Regions from separate parts of the Gasterosteus aculeatus genome. Here region 2 is linked to region 1. A link is a contact called in public Hi-C data. All regions are on one chromosome and are shown on one strand. The core of a region is the stretch at or near the end of the contact, and the rest is flanking DNA. Distances in the headings are between cores, read along the strand shown. Region 1 holds the start of fndc3ba (fibronectin type III domain containing 3Ba). Region 2 overlaps fndc3ba (fibronectin type III domain containing 3Ba).

Region 1 (5,285 bases), core at 413-2,912:
TGACTTTGGGAGTCAATTGCAAAACCCAACAGCGCCTTCGGCAACTGTTTCACACACTGGAGCTGCAGAGATGAAACTTTCTGGGGCTCTAAACCAGAAGCCTTCTAAACGCATCCTTTCGTCCCACCAACCTGGAACACCCAAAGTGAATTAACGCCCAATATCAGTTTTTTACAGAAAGAAAAAAATGCATGGCCACATCAGCCTTTCTTACAAAGGAATGTTATCTGACGTCATGTATTTGGGATCGGATTTCTCCTTCTCTTCATTCTCTCCTGAAGAAAAAAAAACAGAAGTGCACGGAGCCGGGAGCGCGCGCATGTGTGTGAGTGTGTCAGAAAAGTGTTACGGTTTTTTTTTTTTCCTTTTCATTAGCCTATATTCTCCAATGTGCCCACCGAATCCAGAAGATTTGCTCTTCGGACCCCCCCCCCTCCCTCCCTCATCATGACAGCTTCCCAATTAGTTTTAATAAACGCACAACCACCAAAGTCGGTCTCCAGAGTCATCTCGTGCATCTAGCAGCCACATCTCTTGTCCCCCCCCCCCCCCCCACCCTTCTCCTGCGCGCTTACGTGGAGGATAATCGATCGCTCACAAGCAGGAGACCAATGTTTGATTTCCACGTCTGCATCGAAGGGGGCTGAGAGAGAGAGAGACTTGTCTTCCCTGCACAAACACACAGACACGTAGTCATTTCTGAGAGAGGGAGAGAGAGGGGGAGATAAAGAGAGAGGGAGCGAGAGGGAGACTGGCTGGAAGGAATGCTAGGATATGCTGGAGTTGGGTTTTTTTTAGCCTTTTTCCTGCATAAAGGCGCACAAACTCCGGTGGAAAGTGCTTGAAAACACCGCTGTCCAACAGTTACACCAATGCATTATTACCGCCTATAGCGCCAATTCAAAGGACCCCGCAACCACCTCCACCTCTGTCAAATGTGACCGCCGCAGCATCTTCCATAACGAGTCATTTTCCAGCCACGCAAAAGTGTTCATTTCCTGATTTTTTGGGGCAGCAGCGACACGACCGACCATTGTTTCCAGATGGAAAGTCGCGGCGCAACGATTGCGATTTAGTTGCAGAAAACGGGCAAAGAGAGACACAGAGACGCGCAGAGAAAAAGTCTTTCTTCCGTGGCGCACTCACTCCATCCGAAGTCCTCGGAGACGAAAACACATTCTTTCGGGAAAGCAGCGCAATCGGGTGCCACAAAAGTGCAGAATCCACTCGTGGAAAAAGAACTACCCTTCTAGCTTTAGCGTTTGACCCGTTTTAACGTTTTTGCCTCCCAAAAAAAGTTTCGATTTCAGCACATCGGCCGCCCAGGAGCCGCTTTTCCTTTTTCCTTTGCGCTGGCCAAGTGGCCCAGACTGCCGGCGTCAGCTCTCCAAACTCTCTCACACACGCGCGCGCGTACACACACACACACACACAGACTCAAAGACAAGCACTTTTTAAAACTTTTTCAACATCGACTCCGTCGGCCGCCATTCTAGTTGGTTTGTTTTTAGAAAAACAAGCGTAAGGAGAACTCACCTCGCTGTAATAAAATAATCTTCAAACGGACGCGGCTGCGTGTTTTTTTATTCCCAGGGTCGGGTCTTGCCTGTCTGCTGGCGCGGCGCTACGCGTACTGGGAGACTCCGCCATGTCAATCAAAACGCTACGCACATGTAGGTCGGAGCCCGCCTCCTTCTGTTTTTACCGTAATACACCGCGCGTTGAAAAAGAGAACGACACAGAGGGCGGGGCTGCTGCTTCACCTGTGTGGAAGAAGCAATCTGCGGGCGCGTCTTTTAACACAGGGTGGGTAATTTAAAGGCAACAAGATTTGGGGATTTTCAACCGTTACTAAACTATTTATGATGCACTATTTTTCATCACATCCATTTATGTATCGATATTAACATTAAATGCCTTATATAAATTCTGATTTTTTTAGCCATCTGGACATATTTGGAAACTGTTTCAACTCTAATTTCAGTTCATCTTTTTGGGTGACCACTGATCAGGTACAGGTAGAAAAAAAAACATTCTAATATTACTACCATTGCTATTTACTTTAGTTTTTAGATGGAAAAGAATGTTGTGTCCTAGAGCATTTTTGTTATGCCAGGCCAAGGTGGGTAGTGAACTCTGCAAACAAAAGCAAGCTGAATCCAGTTTAGGCTGGTTTGTGTTTATCTGTCATCATGACACAGAACCCCTGCAGACCACAACCTACATCAGCAGATGACTTGCTTGACCCGTGTCCCTTTGCACACATTGATCATTCAGCCGATATTTCATTAAATTAAGATAAACATTAAAACAAATCAATGATTGTCGGTATTGGTGAAAAAGGGCTTTAGTATAACATGAGACATGACCTATAGTTCCTCAGGTTGGACTGATCGCTGTCCCAGTGTCCCTGACACACTTTAGAGAAAAGACCAAAGTCCCTCTGCTGGCTGCAATGGACCCCCACATCCCTCAGTTTACAGGTCAAAAAGTTAAAAATTAGGGAAATTGTTTCTGAATCTGTCACATAGTTCCGCAGAAAACCTCCTCAAGCCGTCATGGGTTCTGTGTTGGGTAAAATATTCTATGAATAATCTCTATGACCAGTTCCTTCAACCAATGCGCTCAATCATCACCAGATCTACTGCTGATAGATTGTATCAAAATAAGATTATATCTAGACATGTAGCGACACAGTATTTGGTTTACTTTAACTGAGCACGCGCAGTGATATTATCTGTGTAGAAAGTTAGCCGGACGTGTTGGCGCTTGGAATCAAGACATTAACACGACAAGTACATGTCCGGATCAGAGCATTAAACCTGTTGCATGGTTCCATTACAAACCCACATTGATGGAAGGACCATCTACTTATCTCGAGTGATTTCACGAGCATTTCATAACTAAAATGGGATTTAAATCAGGAAATCAACAGAAAACTGTATAAAAGTGAGTATAACTACACAATAACATCAACATAAGACTCACTGACAGGTTCAGATCGTTAGATAATAGTAACTTTTATACGTTTTTTTAAAATCTAAGCTACAGAACAAAAAAGAAAATACAACCAAAAATAGTTCTTATCCTGGTTTAACTTTGTTATGTACAAGTTTGTCTCCAACAGTGATCTGCCTCTTTCATTCAGTAAGCAAGCAGCCAAATACACCCGTTGCCCCTGAGTTCTAGATTTCGCTCCACACACACACACGCACGCACGCACGCACGCACGCACGCACGCACGCACACGCACACACACACACACACACACACACACACACATTCCAGCAAGAAAACAGCCACTTGTGTAATTCTGAGCCATTAGGGGGAAAAGGCATTATATCAGGACAGTGTGCCCATAAGGAATTAAATAAAATTAAAGTCTATTCAACAAACACAAATCATCCTCAAGGGGCAATTGATGTGGCAGACGGATTCCTTCTGACACAGAGAAAGATTCTGTCCCAGGGATCCACATTCGAATTATACCATCATGTAAACACACTGTGGTGCACACAGACTCTGGAGCACCCTAAGAAATAGTGTATGATACTATGATACTACTTAAACAGACTAATTGTCCCATCACATTTTGTGGAAGTTAATTTGAGCAATGCAGAAATAGTTTCATTCTAAAAGCATCATAAAAGCATAAAGCAGGAATGGAAAAGCTCACAACTACATTCCATTCCTTTCACTAATAATATGATGGAAGTTTAGCTTTAATTGAATATTTCCACTATTCCACTCTTTGGAAATGTGTCAACAGTTTCTAGCTGTGTTTCTAGTTGAAAAGACAATCTTAATTCAGTATGTGCCGGAGCATGCATGATCTCCATCACATGATCTCCATCAAAAGATGATGGACATGTGCATGTTGAAACTTTCTCTTAGCACATTAAGGACTTCTTGTTCTTCTTGGTCCAAAAAGTTGAATTAACAATAATATTCAAACTATTTGTTGCAATACACTAATGAGCGGAATCTATATTATCCCTTATTGATCTCCTCTGTCACATCTGTATTGATCACGAAAAAGACAACGTAGATAAAGGGAAGCAGATGATTTTGGGAAGGGCGAAGGAACTTTTAAACACGTGTGAAGCGGATTGTTGTGCAACATGCGCTGCAACTCAATTTTAGGGAGATTTTCCCACAGTTTTGTAAAGTGAACCGCGTAAACCAAAAAGACAAACCCATCGATTTAAAGTTATCTGTACACACGATCTGCAACCCTGAGTGACCTGTCAGACACTTGACAGACGGCCCGTCCCCATTAGATCAGATCCGTGTCGGAGAGGAGATGAGGAAAGAACGGAGGGAGCAGCTATTTCCCCCACCGTGTGTGTCAGGGCCAAGACTCCACCAGCACCAACGCAGCTGCTCCCCCCCCCTTCTCCCTCCCAGATTCTTCTCTCTCTGAGGCTCTTTAAAGCGAGCGCTCCCTATAATCTTGCTAGCTCAGTTCACCAGAGGTCTTTGAAGTGAGTGGAATGTGTCCGGGCATATGATGTGTGCATCCGTACTCTGGAGCAGAGAAAGCAGGGAGAGAGATTGTTGGACTGCAGCCGGCCCTTCCATGTGGTTTTGTAAACGTTGATTACGCCTCAGCCTCGCTCTTGCATGCGTGTGTGTATGTGTGTGTGTGTGTGTTTATAAATGCATGTTGTGTCTACTTGCGGGTCAGGTGTGTGCGCGATAAAACGCTAGTTGGAGACACCAGGTGAGAGAAGATATAGATATATAGAAGATAATGGGCGTCTGGCAGCAAAAAAAAAGACCTGAATGGAACATGGTGGTTGCTGCTGGTGTGTGTGTGTAGGTGTGTGTGTGTGTGTGTGTGTGTGTGTGTGTGTGTGTGTGTGTGTGTACTAGGATGGAATTTGGCTCATCATGAGTTCAAAGGAGTCAACCCAAATCTCTCTTCACACCAACATGAGCAGGCATGCCTCTTTTCCTCCCTCGCTCTCTCTCTCTTTGTCTTTTTGCCAATCTCTCTCTCTATCGCTCACCCCCTCAAATGAGCTCAATCTGATTTGCCACTTAAACACCTCCTGTCATCGAAGCCATTATAAGCTATTATTGTCTTGGCAATGAGCTGGGAATACACATAGGGACTCATAATGCTCGAATCACACATATAAACTAATCGGTCACAAGTAGATACCTTGTCAATTATGCAAGAACATTAGGAGCATAATTACCGTAGTCGTGTAATGTTATTCCTAATTAAAGCCACGAGTATGACATTTTGCCTTTAAAAAGGGACGCCGTGGCTGAGCACA
Region 2 (5,185 bases), core at 828-3,327, 37 kb before region 1:
AGAGTCCACCGACGGCATTATGTCATGTGTGCTATATGATCCTCACATGCAGAGCGGACGACCCCGCTTTCCTTTTCCTGCTTTGGCATCTTTGATGTGTTTTATGTCAGTACTGTGTGTGTGTGCGCGTGTGGAAGCTGCACATTACAAATAAGTGTGTGTTTTGCATTCGCAGAGATGTCCAGACGTCCACACACACTGTCACTATGAGTGTGAGTGAGAAAGTTTAAATGTGTGTGTGTGTGTGTGAGCAGGTATACTTACTGTACCAAATTCTCCAAAAACAAAACACATTTTCTTACTGATATTTATAGGCACGGAACCACAAATAAAATCCTGTGCTAAAGTGGTGCTGCAACCAATTATTATTATCATTGATTCATTTGTCAATTTCTGGTTTCTTGTTTTGTTAAGCCAAAAATCATGAACTCCAAAAGTACTCAATTTACACTGATGGAAATCCACATAAAACTAAGTGCAAATAAATACTGAGAATGTTTTAATTTCTGCTTACAAATATTTAACTGATTCAACTGACAGCAAACTGTTTAATTACTTTATTAAATCAACTTGTGGTCCCAATGTCAGTGCATAACTACTTTCTACTGAAATCTGCATGGCATGATAGCACTAAAAGGTAAAAAGCTTGTTTCCTTAGCAATTTGTGTGAATTAACAAACACCTTTCCGTCTTGTTTCCATTCACCTGAACCGAGCCACCTCGGTTATACTTATATATTTTGTAACTTTTTGTAATCTCAGAATTGAAAAAAAAACATTCTCCATTCATGACTATTCTGTCCCCAAAAGTTACACTGCAACAAGATTGTGTTGCCAGATGTTGAGCCTTTCTTGACGTGTGAAAAGACAAGTCTTTGAAGAGGAACAGTACCACAATAAGCGAGTGTGTGTGTTAAGGCTACAGTCTCCCAACCCCCCCTGCGGCTGAGCCCTCGCCGACAAGGCCGGTATTGTAGCGGGGGTAAAACGATAGCGCTCAGGGACGGGTTCAGCTATGTGGTTACCCAGACAACCTCTCATACCCCCTTCCCCACATTCCCACTACACTCCACCAGGTAGCCACTGTTCTGAGGATTAAAAAAAAAGGCCTGAATAGCTGCAGTGTAAAAGCTAAAGAGATGACCAGACTTTCAAATTGCATTTGGGGCACAATCAAATAATTAAAAAAAAATCTAAAACCGAATTTTGCTCTTTTGTATTCTGTGCATGCTTATGGGAGAGGAAAACATTAAAACCTACTGTGAGCAATTCTTCCTTTCAGCAGTGCGAGTCTGAATGCTGTGTGTATGTGTGTGTGTGTGTGTGTGTGTCCTACCTTGAGTGTGTGTCTCTGGTTCACTGTTTCGTGGACTGCTGCGGAGTCGTCTCTCCGGCTTCTTCCCTCCCGGACTGCAGATTCCGCCCCCCGACCCCACTGACCCGAGCGCTGGGGCGTGTGATTTGTTGCTGTATCAAAAATGAAGTTACCACATCATTTAATAAATCAATACGTATTATCCGCGTTTACGACCGGTAACCGCTTGGACCGAAATAGTAATGGGACTAACTTGTCAACACTTAATGGTCTGATCCGAGCCGATCAAACAATAAGTTCATTAACTGACGTTGTGTTTGTTTTAGCCGTCGGGTCACCTGTATCCGTTGTGTGCCGGCCCCAGGCTGCCCTTGTACAGAGTGGAGGGAGGGGAGTTGAGTCGGTTCTGTCGTTCCAGTTGCCTCTGTTCCTTTATCTTTTTGGGCTGCGGCTTACTGTACGTCTCCTCTCTGCCTATGTAGTTCGACATCCCATAAACCGGGATGATTTCTGGAGGAGTGGACGAGGTGACAGACGAGAGTATAAATTGGTAGAAAGCATTACGTTTGATTTGCTATTATAATTGAATTTCCACGTTTCCGGCGAGCGCGTCAGTACCTGGATCGCCGTACATGTGGGGAAGGTGGTGCTGGTAATACTGGTGGGGGGGCAGGTCCCCGGGGCTGACAGGGGGGTAGAAAGAGTGAGAGTTGGGGATGAAGTGGGGGTGAGCAAGGTAAGGGGGCAGGTGGTGTGTGGGGGAGAGGGCCGGAGAGTAGGAGGGAGGGTAGCACTCTGGAGACTGGGGTGTGACCACCACCCGGCGGACCCCCGTGTTATCCTCCAGCACCTGCGGGAGACCCAGAGGAAGAGAAAGGGGGCAGGTGAGTGACAGCTGGTCCAAAAATGTGACCGTAAACAAAAAGAGGGCAGTAAACTGCTTTATATGTTGTGTTAAGTTTCAATTTTGCATTCAGTGCAGGACTTGAAACTGTGAACCTTTTTGACAAATTGTTGAACTAGACCTGTAAGGTTCTAATATCCCGTATAGCTTTAGCATAGTGGATTCTTGGGGCCCCGAAGCCCCTTCTTTTACAAAATGAGGCTGTCAATCACTTGTGCAAGAGCCGGTGCTCTTTCGAATAGTTTCTAATAAAAGGAATGAATCGCATAATTTAGTTAACAAGTGAACGATTGTGCCGAAAGGACACTTTGGCCCTTAAAGCGGTAAAACAAGCGCCGTGATGATGTGATCGGATGCTCTGCAGAAAAAAAAAAAAAACGTAAGACGAAAAAAGGTTTCCAAGGCCAGCCTCAAATTAACACGCGTGATTCCATACGTGTGTTCACTTTCACATTCACGGACTGGGACACACAAACACACACATTCCAACCATTCAGAACCTTTCACACGCCGGCATTCCAAGCAGACACACACTGCCTGCACGGAAGGAAAGTCCTTGGCTGGTCCCTAACAACAACAACAACAACAACAAAACACACCAAATTAGACTACTCCAACAACACACACACACACACACACACACACACACTGCAGGGCAACAGACTCAGTGCCAGAATACAACAGAGGGAAAGAAAGAGGGGGGAATATTAAAAAGGGGGTCAAGGGGGAGGCAGAGGGCTCGAGAACTAATCCGAGTGAGAAAAACTGAGAAAGGGGGAAGAGAAGAAGAGGAAGAAAAAGGACCCCATCGTCCCCTTGTCCCCTCCTCTGCTAACAGGAAAAACAAGGGCAAAGTCCCACACATCCCAATGCAGCCGTTATCACAAACCCCAACACACACACACACACACACACACACACACACATGCAATATCTGTAAATGCACAACTTTCCACCACGCACGGCTCTTTCCCCATCCATTCCTTCGCCCACCCCTAACTCCACAAACACCCCTACCCACCCCGGGGCCTGTCTCCCCTATCTGTCTTGTTTGTGTAAGAGCAACAGGGTTTCCCGCTCACACTTGGCTCAGTCCCTACTAACACACACACCCACACACACACACACACACGCCCACGGTGCGTCAATGACCTGACTTCCACTGGCAACCCAATTCCACCTCATGCAGACCAAAAAATGGATTTGTAACACGCGACTCGTGAGGGCAGGCTATTGATTCTTGTTGACCTTCAACCCCCCCAGAACAACTAACAAGAGAAACCCAACGGTTGCCTTATTCATGATGTCCAACGTGAATGTGAAAAGACCGAAGACACAATCCGCTCTTTGGGAGATTCTTTTCTTCTTCCTGTTCTTGTGAGGTCATTTGACAAAGTAAACACACACACACACACACACAAAAGATACAGTCAGAAAAACAATTGCCCCCTGACACCCCAAATTCAGCACATTCCTGCTCGGTACTCTGTTGGTAGAGGAGACTTCAACAGCCTTGATAGGAGCCTGCTGGATGCTCGCTGTGTGGGTCACTGTGCACAAACGCAAAGGGCTTCTATCAAATAACGACCACTTCACCCACTTCGGATAGTTGTTAGTCAGAAGATTAATTAACAAACAAACAAACTTGTTTACTTCAAATTGCTGTGTGGAACCACATCTAACTCTACCAAATGATTACGTTAATAGCAGTATGTGTGGGTTTTTGTTGTCTCTTTGTCTGTCTTTCCACGGTCGATCTTGCATATTGCTCACCCATCTGATTAACATTTCTTGTGCTTATTTATTTATTTATGTCCTCCAGGACCTCCTGTAGTTTTTAAAAACATACTTCATTGAGGATGTGTGTTGTAGTAGTAGTTGTTGCATCATCAAATGATGATGACGTGGGGGAAATCCATACTCTCTACTGGGTGCATTTCATTTAGTTTTGCTTTAAACACATTTTGATTAAAACTTAGCATGTTGAAACAAACCAGAAGGCTGCTTAACTAGTCCCAATGAAATTACATCTAGCAAAATAAATACAGACTATATTTGCCTAGAAAATATATTCCTCCTACTTACATGCTACTAAATAAATTGTGTTGGTTTCCTTTTGTGTCTGACTGAAACTATCCAACACAAGATGCACAACACATAAATCATGTCTAGAAAACCCCCAAATAAACACAAACTAACCTGTGAGATGTATCCGGGGGGTACGTGGATGGGGGGGATGGACCCATTTGGGGACATCATGGGAACCTCAGCAGGACCTGCAAGGGAAGAGAAGATTCATTTAACCGAGCGCTTGAAGTAAATTCTCCTTGACATTAGTCAATGGTCACTTAACAGATGGACACGTGGAGCGACAAAAATACAACAGGGCCTTGTGTGTGTAACAGGGCCTTAATTCAAGAGAATACATTGTCTTTCTTATTTGAGGCAATATGACTTGATGTTGCAGACACATGTAGGATGGAATGGGGAACAACACACGAGGGCACGTGACCGCTCTCTAAAAAACAAGCAAGGAAATCTAATAGAATTAGCAGATTGGGAATGATGTTGACTTTTCCACAATCCATCCCCCTCTATGAAGGAGGTCTGCGGCTGGTAAAGTCATTGGGACCCCGTTGGGACAGCTGGAGGCAGCAGCACAGGCCTCAGACTGAAATCACGCTGCGAGCACACACACATACCCAACCACACACACACACACACAGGCCCATTAGTTGCATACCAACACAAGTATGATGCTAAAGGTTTCTGTCAAGTGTTGGTTGAATAAAACCTGATTTTCTTCACTTGGGTCATTCAAGCAAAATTGAAAAAAACTCACAATGTAAGGAGGGAGAAGATGTGTTTGTTCAGGTTTCATCATGTGACGCTTAAAACCCCTTTTTTCATCCCTTCCTTTCTTTTTACTATTTTTTTCAACCAGGCTCCATCCATATATTTCTTCCT

Evidence for each region. Hi-C and Micro-C count contacts between places; a contact is called where the count stands out from the background.
Region 2: a Hi-C map of skeletal muscle shows a contact between it and region 1, with 3 times the contacts expected there. The contact joins the enhancer-like site here to the promoter of fndc3ba in region 1. A contact is called at or near these places in 3 of 6 Hi-C or Micro-C datasets (skeletal muscle and tail fin).

What each region holds. Positions count from the first base shown.
Region 1 is chr15:11,238,306-11,243,590 of fGasAcu3.hap1.1, reverse strand. fndc3ba (fibronectin type III domain containing 3Ba) reads right to left here and starts at 1,662. Exons shown (of 27, transcript XM_040199976.2): 1 at 1,537-1,662.
Region 2 is chr15:11,276,288-11,281,472 of fGasAcu3.hap1.1, reverse strand. It overlaps fndc3ba (fibronectin type III domain containing 3Ba), which reads right to left. Exons shown (of 27, transcript XM_040199976.2): 4 at 4,418-4,494; 5 at 1,933-2,164; 6 at 1,653-1,824; 7 at 1,336-1,466. Among protein-coding and RNA genes, the nearest start is that of fndc3ba, 37 kb to the right of the region's middle. Within about 2 kb of position 2,077, at least 2 of the 9 cell types and tissues checked have open chromatin away from gene starts, as enhancers often do.